Regions from separate parts of the Triticum aestivum genome. Here all the other regions are linked to region 1. Evidence: chromatin contacts called from public Hi-C data. All regions are on one chromosome and are shown on one strand. The core of a region is the stretch at or near the end of the contact, and the rest is flanking DNA. Distances in the headings are between cores, read along the strand shown.

Evidence for each region. Hi-C and Micro-C count contacts between places; a contact is called where the count stands out from the background.
Region 2: a Hi-C map of leaf shows a contact between it and region 1, with 6 times the contacts expected there. The contact joins the promoter of LOC123136990 here to the promoter of LOC123136988 in region 1. A contact is called at or near these places in 2 of 5 Hi-C or Micro-C datasets (both in leaf).
Region 3: a Hi-C map of leaf shows a contact between it and region 1, with 4 times the contacts expected there. The contact joins the enhancer-like site here to the promoter of LOC123136988 in region 1. A contact is called at or near these places in 2 of 5 Hi-C or Micro-C datasets (both in leaf).

The regions. Positions count from the first base shown.
Region 1 is chr6B:294,901,471-294,905,934 of IWGSC CS RefSeq v2.1, reverse strand. It overlaps LOC123136988 (protein GRAVITROPIC IN THE LIGHT 1), which reads right to left and starts at 1,409. Exons shown (of 2, transcript XM_044556515.1): 1 at 1,181-1,409. LOC123136987 reads right to left here. Exons shown (of 9, transcript XR_006467562.1): 9 at 4,328-4,464.
Region 2 is chr6B:295,047,248-295,051,174 of IWGSC CS RefSeq v2.1, reverse strand. LOC123136990 reads right to left here and starts at 2,543. Exons shown (of 17, transcript XR_006467617.1): 1 at 1,530-2,543; 2 at 924-1,328; 3 at 1-254.
Region 3 is chr6B:294,749,387-294,753,303 of IWGSC CS RefSeq v2.1, reverse strand. It overlaps the pseudogene LOC123136984. Among protein-coding and RNA genes, the nearest start is that of LOC123136986, 15 kb to the left of the region's middle. Within about 2 kb of position 2,558, at least 6 of the 8 cell types and tissues checked have an H3K27ac peak or open chromatin away from gene starts, as enhancers often do. A contact at or near this core is called in leaf, where this site is marked.

The sequences.
Region 1 (4,464 bases), core at 160-2,659:
TTAGTGGGATTCGTATATGATAGGCTACTATGAGATCCATGCGTTGTCTGGCTTGATAGCGCGAGACAGGTATGTTTGGATAATCATACCCAGCTCAGTTGAGAACCCACTTGTCACACACCATCGTACTCCACTCATCCACTCTCCTCTCCTCCATCACAATTTCACATGTATGTTCCTGTTCACTGGGAATCCACTAAGCCTCGATTTGGCTAGTGGACTGGTTCCCACTTCCCCAACCAAACTCTTCCTTTTACCACCTCGCGGATCTCCTGTCTGTTTCAAACCAGGCGGTTATGGCTTCAGCACTCCAGCAGCTGGGGCCGTCAGAATTGAAGCCGACAACCTCAGCTTCCCTGCAATTTACCTTCTCGCTGCAATCCGCTCTTCCCAGACAAATTCGACCCCTGCCCCTGGCCGCATAGGGCCTTCCATAAATTTTCTTTGCTCCACCAAATGTCGGTTGCATAGCCCTAATCCTACGGTTTCCATTACCATGAAACCCGGGCACCACAAGGTCTACAACTTTCTTACAAGACCAAAAAACTAAAACACTAAAAAAGAATGCAGAAAGTAAAAGCCCTAAACCTATGGTTACAGGTGAGTACCAGAAGGAAGATAGCCACTTGTTCCTCAACAGAGACATGTAGGCTGTCCCGCAACAATTGTCACCCTCAGCTGATTAGAGAAATTCGTGCCATCATAGTGATAGATATATCTCAAGTTTGATTGAGTAGCTATATCACATGGGTGTTTCTTAGGATGAACATCATGAACCCACACATTACAACAACTAGGATGACTGCTCTCTCAGCTGGTTATCCTTTCCTTAAACAATAAACCATCGAGAAAACGAAAACCTAGATCATGCTACGCATTGGTATAAGCAAACAGCGCTGAAGAGAAGCAATAGGCATGTTATGGTTTTCTGTTGGCCTCATAAGTTCATCTTTTCAAAGTTATCTGCAGCGCCTCTCTAACATAACTCGAAAATTTTGCCAGCAAGAAGTGAAACATATCGATTTCAGCAAAGGGAGGGCAACATATAGTGTGCATGAATCTGCTATTGACAGCATAATTGGAAGGATGGTAAATAGCGACAATAGCAGCTAGCCAGCACCCAGCATTTAATCAGGAAACTGGAACGGGGGGGGGGGGGGGGGGGGGGGGCGGACTCCACCTGAATCCGGGAGTGAGGAGTCCGGCGCGGTGATGACGGCAGCTGCTCCAGGGGAGGAGGTGTCCCGGCGATCTGGGCGCGGAGATCCGGCCAGTCGACGCGGCCAGGGAGAGTGGGAGGGATCGAGGGCGGTGGGGACGCGGCCAGGTCTGGCGAGGGGAAAGGAGCGCAGTGTCGAGGAGGCGAACGAGGGTGCTCGCGAGTGAGGCGAAGGCGGCGGATGAGAGGGATCCATAGAAACGGGAAAATGGGGATAGTGGTACCCTGTACATAAACTACTAGTAGAGTGTCCGTGCGTTGCCATAGGCTCTTGAATTATTTTGCAAGAGTTATATGTTAAATTACAAATGTATAAACACTATAACACACACAATTATTAAATAATTGAAGTCCATTCGTGCAATGTAAATTGATAACAAAAAGAAAGATTAACGATATGTCCATGTAACAGACTAAGCGATGTTCCAACTAAACATCTATTACAAAACCATCCATATCTAGATGATGCACTTAAGAAATTCTTTCACGATATCAAGAAAGTTGTCTTTAGCTTCATTCCCACGATGATTTAGCAAGTATAATAAAAACCGCTTCCTCAACTCATACCCATCCTGCACAAACAATATGTGTAGTTAGTATGCAAATTTCACGCCGAAGGTCTTAAAACAATACTCACCACGCAAACCGGCTTGACCAATTGATTACCGTTCCACCAGAGCATAAAATAAAAAACAAAATAGCCAGACACATTCCTGTAATTTTTTAAATTAATAGTAAGAATATAGTGATAACAAAAATAAATGTTTTTATTATGAATTCATTACCCATCTATATTTGTTGGAATACCAAACGGAAATAAACGTTGCCATTTAGATATATCAAAATTCCAACCAGGCAACTTTATTTCAAGTGCTTCTTTGAAATCTCTTGCAGAACTTCTTAATTTCAGTGCATGCCTCAAATTTTTATCCTCTAACGATTGTGATGTTTGAATAAGGTCCATAATATATAGACGACGTGCCTCTTTGTCGATGACATACAAGATGTATTGGCCGATGGATGCATAGGAAAGATAAATCTACAACTGGAGCTATTACAAACAACAATAAACTATGATAACAATAGACAAAATACTTTACTTACCATGTTGCACGATGAGATGTTGTCCATCCTAGCCCAGCTATCAAATAATGTCGCCAACGTCTGGATAGTTTCCTTCTCGCAAAACTTCTGACCTCGTGTTGATTCTAGCATCTTGGACTAAGTAAAAGAAGAGATATTGTTGCAAAATGTTGATACTAATGCCCGTGCGTTGCTACAGGCAACAATGTAGGGAAATGAGTCAATAATCATGCTTTAACAATTTCATCAATAAATAAGTGCACAATTTTAGTTGATATATCACAATGTTTTAATTTAGCCTTCACATGAAAGTTCAATATCACAATGTTGTAATTTCTCCTTTACATGAAGGTCCACCGGAAGAGGAATCATGGTCTCCTCCATCTTGTCAGCATTAATTTGTTGAACATCACACTCAATGGGGTAGTGCTCCTTCACCGGAATGTCATATTAGAATTATTTGATGCTATTAGGTAGCCTACGCCTGTATTAAGCAACTTTCTAGCAATGATGATTTATTTCTCATAAAAACAAGTTCTGATAATGTACATGCCATCAATTGTTTAGCTCCCTAGTGTGCTCAACGAGCCTGCGTCATCGTTACTCTCCTACATCTCTGACCCCTGTTGGCCGAACAACCACTGTAGTTGGAGGAGAGTGACCCGGTGCTCCACTTCCATAATCTTTAGAGACTCCAATCTCATTATGGCCCTCGTGAGCCTCCTTCCCGCCTCATTCCTGATCTTGAACCATCCTAGAGATGGATGTGCACATCAAGAACCAGCACTAAACTTATAGACAGGGTGATCTTAGTGGATCCCGCCTCACTCCTGATCTTGAACCATCTAAGAGATGGATGTGCGCACAAAGAACCAACACTAAACTTATAGACGGAGTGAGCTTAATGGCTTGAGGCAGGTGTCAGTAAGGACATGAAGGCATGGTGGTGTGCTCCTCATTGCTTGCGCGAGGGCCGGAACAAACAGAATCGACCGTGCTCAACGAGCCCACATGACCGTTCCTCTCCTACATCTCAGAACCATGTTGGTAGAAACCACTTCCATAATCTTTAGAGACTCGGGCCTTTTGATGGGCCTCATGAGCCTCCTCTCCGACTTGTTTCGGATCTTGAACCATCCGATAGTTCCCCTCAAGCTCGTGAAACTGTAAGCAGCCACCAAATCCCAGAGCAAAAATTTCAAGATGTATTGACCAAATAGGAATTGAAGGAGTTGACGCATGGGTGCTACAGAGTAGTGCATCAACTTTTTTTTCCTCTCAACATTTTCAAGATCAAACATGCCAAATCATTTGCGTCAGGTCAAAGGAGAGTTGTCATGTACATAACCGGGCCTAGTTCAATGTAAGAATTTTTTATGTAAAGAAAGAATCAAACAACTACAAGAACAAAAAGCATTGATGAGTTTGTACAGAAAAGACCTTGGCAAATCTTTTTAATGTATCTCATGTTTGGTCTAGAACAAAAAGATGTTGATTAGATCATTTTGACACTATAACATCCTTTAAATTATCATGTTTTCAGTACATTATATTCCAGCACCATCTTTCCTTGGTTCCCACAGAAACCGAGTATTAAGCACCAAGTCGCTCTCCTTACCTATAGCTATAGGACACCTAGTGAGCATATTGGGCACCTTCGGAACAATCACTTATGCAGACAATTTCATCTTTGGAAGTACAGCCCAAATGCAAATTTCCTAGCTCGGGGAACATTAGACAACACAGTACCAAGTGCAAAAGTAAGTTTATGAATTCATGCCGACAAGAAAGTGCTTGCAGAATTAATATAAATTATTGTCCATTTTGCAAGCTCTTATACAATCAGCAGCACGATTAACCTGCATCCTCACAGCCTAAAGCAGAAAGTACAAAATCAGTTATTAAGTCACCACTAAAATTGGTCCCAAAGACAAAAGAGCATTGTTTCCAATGAGAATTGGTGCAGTAAGTGGGCATCTTGCCACGGCATACAAGCCATAGGAGTATAATTGGATATCACAAATGTTAAAGCTAGAACTAAGCATAGTATCCCATTTTCAAAGCACAAACTTGTCACGTTCTTTGTTTTTTAAACAATCCATGCAAAGCATCTCTATGAGCAAGAACTATCTTGTGGAAAAAAAATTTAAAATAAGGAGGAA
Region 2 (3,927 bases), core at 1,294-3,793, 140 kb before region 1:
ACAAACACATCAGATCTTATTAAGTTAGAAGAGAAGAGGCAAACCAGCATCTAGTACCATGGTTGCACTGCAGCTCCAGCTAAAAATGCTCAATCAAACAAAGATGTAATTTCTCAATATCAATATACAAATAATTCTTACCCGTTGTTGGATGTTCTCCCTATTTTTCAAACCCTCTTCTATCTTTCCATTCGCTTCAACTTCTGAAATCTTCATGTTGCACAAGTAAAATACAGATACACCTTCAATCCGATCTGATTGCCATAAGAAAAAAACTAAGTAAATAAGAAATGATAATCACATTCCAAACTTATTAACCACATGTGTCACATATGAAGAAATCATATAGGAAATGCATAGTGCATAAAGTGCATGTGTGCTACCACAGAATAGCTTGTTTCATGAATAACTACCCAAAAGAACTATTCAATTTTGTGGAATATTAGCATATTTTTCAGATAGCGTTTGAATAAATCTAAAAGAAAGAATATAACATAGAAGATGCAACTCAATATTTTCTGTGGTTAGAATTTAGAGCAAAAAAATATACCATTCAGTTATTATGATGCAAAGGAAATATGAAATTATGAAAAAAGAGGAGCACTAAGGAGATAGTACAAGACGGTCTTCTTCACTAAAACAAACGGCTATAATTTCTTGTTTATTGCCATCTGAGGTTAAAACATATGTCATCTAAGAAAGAAAAACATCTAAGAAAAAACGCAAAAAATCTAAGAAAGAAAAAAAGGATACTAATTGCACATGAATCAACAGCCTTAGCTTCCACGATCTTGCTCAACAACCCAAAATTACTAAATCCCATCAAAAACTACATGTTGAACTGTTCCAAAGCACCATTAATCAGAACATGTACAAAGAAACAAAGGAGTGATCAACAGCCAAAAATAGGCTAAATTACGAACCTGAGAATCAGGTCATGGGGTTCAAGGGGAAACTCCTTCGCGCCCTCCTGGCAGGAGTTGAGCACGACCGTGGACTCACCAGGGTCGTCGAAGCTGCAGAACCTGCTGCTGCTGCTGCTGCTTGACATCATGCTGCTGTCCCTTGCAAAGTATTATTCTGAACACTCTGCGAAACGCCCGTCTGAATTTCCATGATGGCATGAAACTAAATGTAAGTAATATTGCTCTAGGAAATACATGAGTACTCCAAGAGTGCTATGTTCATCTGATGGATTGTGCGTGTGCCAAGAGCCAGGCCAAGATGCACATTTAGTATGCATAGGACCCAGATTTGTCACAGGGTGACAAAGACTGCAAGCTGCATATATATATTACATTGTTCTGTCCGAAGATTGGAGTCAAGACCTGGATCAAAATTACATTGTCATATTTTTCTCTAACTGAAGGTAGATCAAGTACACTACTTGCTACTCCCTCCGTTCCAAAATAGATGACTCAACTTTGTACTAACTTTAACACAAAGTTGGATCATCTATTTTGAAATGGAGGGAGTACCATAGAAAATTCAAAAGGGGGAATCAAGCAGAGGAGAGGGAGCCATGCAACCTTGATGGAGGATGAGGTCGGCCTCTCTGCGTGGCCTTGCGCAGCTAGAGCAGGTGATGGTCTCCTCATCCTCGCACAGCTCTATCAAGGCCATCGGGGGAACTCGGTCCTGTCCGGACCAGATCTAATGAAAGCGGGAGGGTGCAGCCTTGGGGATCAGCCGGGAGTGGGGAAGGGGTAAGGAGGGCACTGGTGGGGGGGAGAGACAGGAGCCATGGCAGGGGGCCGAAGAGGTCGCCGCACCTTGTGCCATTGGCCATGGAGGGGGAGGGCGGGGGAGAAGGACCACCCTGATCCAAGCCCGCAACCGCCGCCTTGGGAGAGCCAAGGCTCGATCCGGCGGAACCAGCCCGCACCGAGCCCCGCCGCCTCAACAGGAGCTCGTCTCCCTACCCGCCGGCCGGTCACCAGAGCCGCCACCGCCCGCGACCGCCTTCCTCGCCTTGTGCCCCTTCTCCTTCTCCTTTCTTCCTCTCTTTCCTCTCTCCCTTACGCCCTGTCTCTCCCTTTCCCTGGATCAGCAGGATGTCGTCGCCATCGGAGCAAGACGCTGCACCCGCCGCCAGATCGGCGCGACACCGGATCGAGCGTCGCGCGGGGTGGGGTGCCTCCTGGCGGCTGGGATCGGGAGGCCAGGGAGAGAGAGGCGTTGGATGGTGGAGGGGTGGATTGAACAGAGGAGGCTGCGGTCGGTGGAGGCGCGGGATCGAGTGGCTCCACGGTGCTTCCCTCGCCGCGAGCCCTCGCCTTACCGCCGCCAACGTCCGTGCCGGCGCCAGAGACCGTGACCACAGTGATGGAGAGGATGGCGAGGCCGGCGGAGTTGAGTCCTTAGGGGCGAGATCGATGTCGGTGAGGCGTCGTGCGGAGGGGGCGGCGGGGAGGCCGAGGAGGTGACGGGCGGCGGCGGAGCAAGAGATGGGGGCAGCGCCGCATCGGGAGGAGAGGAGAAGAGAGCGGTCGCACGAGGGGTGGATCGAGAGGATGGTTTTTTTCGTGCGAGGGAGGCTAAGGCGTCGTCATAGTTGTCCTGGTTAACCTACGAAATTTCGTAGATTTTTTTAGGATGAAAAAAACCCAGCAAAGGTGAGACGAAAATTGACCGGCGGAGACTACCAACTGCTCCATTAGGAGTAGAGATCATAGGTTGTGCACAAGTGTCATACCCGCCTATTGAGCAATCGTGTTAGCGTCTCTCTTGAGTTGTGCAACACGAGCATTTTTCGTGGATTCCACATTTTATGCTCATTCCTTGGTTGCACGACCCCATTTATCTATCCGTGTGTGCGTTTTCGTGTGCCATTCATTGCTATTGGTCTACTTATTTGACTTGCGAATTTTTGAATCTCTTTCAACATTGTTGAGTCTTGCTAACATTTTGCATCAAATTTTTGTGCCACTATCCTCACCAAGCTACTCCATAAACTTTACTTGATGGGTGTGAGTGAACAAGTCTGGTACCAGTACCACTATTTTTTCATTTCACACTGAGTGAAACAGGATACATCCTCAACTTTAAGAAAAGGTAACTTGGTATTGTTTATCTTATTTCCTACTCACCTCTACTCGAGTCTTGTGATGGATAGGCAAAGCACACCTCCTTCAGTCTACAACAATGATGAGTTCGATGCCACGAACAACAACTTTGACGCCAAGATGCAAGCTCAAATGGAGGCGATCAAATCCCTCATCAAGTCCTGCAAGCGATCTTCCTCATCTTCTAGAAGACGCTCAAGAGCACATCCTTTCGAGCTACCATCTCGGGCAAGATCACATCGGCATCGACACCATCACCAACAAGAATGTGAAGGTCAAGAACTCAACACCAACCACCGCTTTATGGCTTCACCATCTTCCTTGGCATCTTCGCCAAGCGACTTCAAGGCATATTCTCCTACAGATATTCGGCATCTTCGCCAACAAGAACCTCAAGGCTATGCTCCAGAGAAGCTCCCCAAGCTCAAGTCCGCGACTTCCACGAGCTACTAAGACCTCGACACCGACCACGAGATTCCTTTCTATGGGACTCTAGAACCCGAGGAGTATCTCGACTGGGAGCGATTGATGGATGACTACCTCAAGCTACATCAAGTTCACCCCGAAGATCAAGTGAAGTGCGCCACAAGGAACTTCCATGACTACTCGTGCACATGGTGGCTTCACACGCCTTCGGAGAGCTACGGCATGAGTTGGCCCAAAACAAAGAGAGCTATGCGGTGAGAGTTCATGCCTCCAACCTACACGGAACAACTTCTACGCCAATTGGAGAACTCCACCCAAGGATCCAAATCCATCGACGCGTACTTCAAGGAGATGAAGAATGCCTTGCGACGAGCCGGCAATGACGACCCCATTTTGATGAAGTTCCATTTCATGATGGGATTGAACAACGACATTT
Region 3 (3,917 bases), core at 1,309-3,808, 150 kb after region 1:
ATGTTTATATGCTAATTAATAGCATTGCATGCAATGAACTAATCACTGCATGTCGTGTTTGGTAGTCTCAAGTAATTAAAAGCATGCACACCCATCGTCTCTTATTGGTTGATATGTGAAGAAACAAGAAACGAGGTAGAAATTAATGCACCGCGCCTAAGTATTTTGGGATTATTTGGTTTTCATAAGATGACTTACACACCTAGATGGAGGAAGTATTTAGTTCCCATGCGACGAAGCCTTGGTCCTAGAGTTTTGGTCATTGTGCCCAATATGCCCAGGCGGGGAGAGTATGAACGACGACCTATTTGAACTTTTTTGGAATTTTGAACGTAACTATTTTAAAGGCGAACATTGTTTAAAATTTGAATAACATATGAAAAGGCAAACAATTTTTTGAAAGTCGAACACATTTTGAAACTCTGAACAAATTTTGAAAAATGGGAAAACTGAATTCCAAACAATTTTAAAACTCTGAACTTTTTGAAAACGAGACCATTTTTCGAATTCTTCAAACTTCTTGGAAAATGTGAATAGATAAATAAATATGTTGAACATTTTTGAACTTTACAGTCTTGGAAAAGAAAAAAGAAATGGAAAAAAGAAAAAATTAATTCATGAACATTTTCCCAAACCGGTAAAACCGACCTGGAACCATCTTTCAAAAAACGGCATCTCAGAGGCAACGAACAGATTAAAATGGGCAGACCCATGTTCACTCATATCGACCTGGTATGTGCGAAACAACAAACTATTTTTTTGACATTTTTAAAATGACCTCAACTCTCGTGAACAGGTCGGCATGACCTTGTTAGGCTTCCATGCCATGTTTGAACGATTTTCGACGCCGTATGCAAGTTGCGATAGGTCCGATCATTTATGAGCATTTTTTATCAAGAAAACTACAGAAAAGGCAAAACTTGTCGAAAACCCAAACGACTTGACATGATGTCTCAAATTAGTGATACAAGGTCATGAAAAAATCTTGAGTTCATTCGAAGGTTGTCAAGAAACTACGTGCTCTCAGACGGTGCCTTCTGGCAGGACACCCTCCACTAAATATGGTCTAATTTTGGACATTCTTGAAATAACTCTAACTTTTGTAAGTAGGTGAGAATGCCCATTGTAGGCATCTATGCCATGTTTGAACGAATTTCAACACCGTATGCAAGTTGCAACACATCCAACCATTTATCAGTCTTTTTTGACCGAGAAAACTTTAGAAAATGCAATACTTGTTGGAAACCCAAACAGCTTGGCATGGTGCCTTGAATTGGTCATACAAGTCCATGAGCGGAATTCGAGCCATTTCAACGATGTTGAGAAACAACGTGCTCTCAAACAGAACCTTTTTGCCTACGCGGGCACCCTCCGTTGAACATATGGCCTAATTTTTGTCATTCATGAAATGACCTCGAATTTTGCACGAAGGTGGGCATTGCCCATGGTAGGCATCCATGCCAGATTTGAGCGAGTTTCGACATAGTATGCAAGTCACGACATGTCTGTCCATTTATTGACCTTTTTTGTTACGGCAAATCGTCAGACAATCGCACACACGATTGTAGAATGGGCGGGCCCATCTCAGCGTTCGAGCCACCGGTATTGCAAATCTTCTGGAAGGTTACTAGCCAGTTTGACGACTACTAGAAAGTTCCTAAACCATTTTTCCTGATTTTTCTCAGTTTTGGTTTTGTTTTTATTTTCTATTTTTTGTTTCTTTTTGTTCTGTTTCTTTTAGAAAAATTCATAATTTTTTTAAAAAAATCAACATATTAAAAAATTGTTCACTTTTTTTTTTCAAAAGATGATCACAAATTCTAATTTTCGTCATGTTTTCAAGAATCCTTCACGTTTGATAACATGTTCAGATTTTTTAATTTGTGCATGTTTTCCAAAAAACGGAGTTTCAAAATTTTCTTTACGGTTTAAACATTGTTCACAATTTAAAAAAAATGAATTTGAAAATTTGTTTGTGTTCTGTAAATAGCTTAGAGTTTTAAAAGTTGCTCGTGTTTTTTTTTTCGAATTTCAATTTTTATTCTCATTTTAGAATGTGTTCGGAATTTCAAAATGTGTTCCAATTTTTTAAAATTTTATTTGAGTTTTCAAGAAATTGTTCTCATTTTAAGTATTTTTCATAGATTCAAATAATGTTTCAATATTAAAAAAACTTTGATTTCAAAAACAATTAGCGTATTACAAAAAGTTTGTGGATTTCAAAAAATGATCGTGTTTCCAAATTTTGTTTTATAATATTGTTCACAGAATTTGAAGAAATATTCGGCATTTAAAAGATGGTCACAATTTTCAGATATTTCAAAGTTCTGTAAACACTGTTTCAATTGTGCCGCTTCTGTGTGTTAATAAAATACCCGCGTTGGCTTAAAACACAAAGCAGTTAATAGGTCGACTGGCTAGCAGCACACCTTAGACGGTGTAATGTCACGTGTTCGAATCTTGCCATGGCATTTATTCTTTTTGGTGACTCTATATGCTCTATTCCGGTTCCTGTTGGTGGGCCGGCCCAGCAGCGGGCGTGCTGCTCTATATGGTCCCTGTTAGTGGGCTGGGCCAGTAGCGGGTCCTCTTCCCAATCGTACGGCATATACTTCTAGGTGGCTGACGCACATACATACGGAAGTTGTGAAATGTCCAGATTACCCTTTATACGTTTTGTGAGGGGGGTTGTACCGAAGCGGATTTCTCAAGGACCTTGTGTGGTGACCTCTGGTGATGGATGAAAATAGAGGCAAAACATAGTTGAAAACTTGAGGCTGCTTTTACAACTTGTTATTTTTTGTATGTTACATACAGGCATTGCCTTGAGTTTCCTTTATATGCTCCTCTTTTCCTACATGCTAAAGTCCGTGACTATGTTGGCCTCTTCATCGCCTGCTGCAACGCAATCCATGTTCATATCATCTGAGTCCGGATATGAGCAGAGCAAAGGCAGCAGTGCCTTTTTTCCAAGGCTCGGAAGGCAGCTCTCCTGTCTGTCTCTCTGTATGTACATGCTTGACTTTCCAGATTACAACCATGGAAGATTCATTCTTATGGCGACGATACATCATCATTGTTGAAACTGTGTGAAGTGGCGCTCGAGTAGCTCGTGTTGCTGACCTGGGCAGCTTCATACTCCTGTCCAAGAGTCCGCAGCCTGTTCAACTCTGGCAAGATTTCTTTTCCGAGATCTGGCCGGTCCTTCTTCCGTACCTCCGCACATTTCAAAGCCAGCTGCGTGAACGCCAGGGCCTCTTCCACTGGCCAGTCTGTCACCGTCGGGTCGAGTACCTCCTGGAAGGCTCCTTTCTCTATGGCATGCTCGACTTGGTGCGTGAGGCCCATGGGGGACCTGGTTGTGATGATCTGGAGCAGCAGGATGCCGAACGAGTATATGTCGGATTTGGTGGTCAGCATGCCCGTCTGCTGGTACTCAGGGTCGATGTAGCAGAATGTGCCGGCTGTGGACGTCATCCTGTACTGTGTGACTTCAGCTATGGACTGTGGCACCAGCCTCGCGAGGCCGACGTCGCTGATCTTGCTGACGAAGTTGTGGTCGAGGAGGATGTTGCCGGGCTTCAGGTCTCGGTGGACAAGTGGTTCTGGCTTCGCCTGGTGGAGGAAGAGAAGGCCGGTAGCGATATCTGCGGCGATCCTGAAGCGGATGCTCCATGGGATTGGTTTGGTGTTGCCTCTTCTGCAGAGCCGGTCCTCTAGGCTTCCGTAGTCCATGTACTCGTACACCAGACAGCCATACTCCGGGCATGCTCCGAGCAGCAGGACCATGTTTGGATGCCGCATGCTGCTAAGTATTTCAATCTGCAAAGCATTGATAAGCATGCGATACAGGTTGATCATGGCTTCATTTGCATAATGAAAATGCTGCTAAAGACTCAATAGCTAAATGAGGTCTC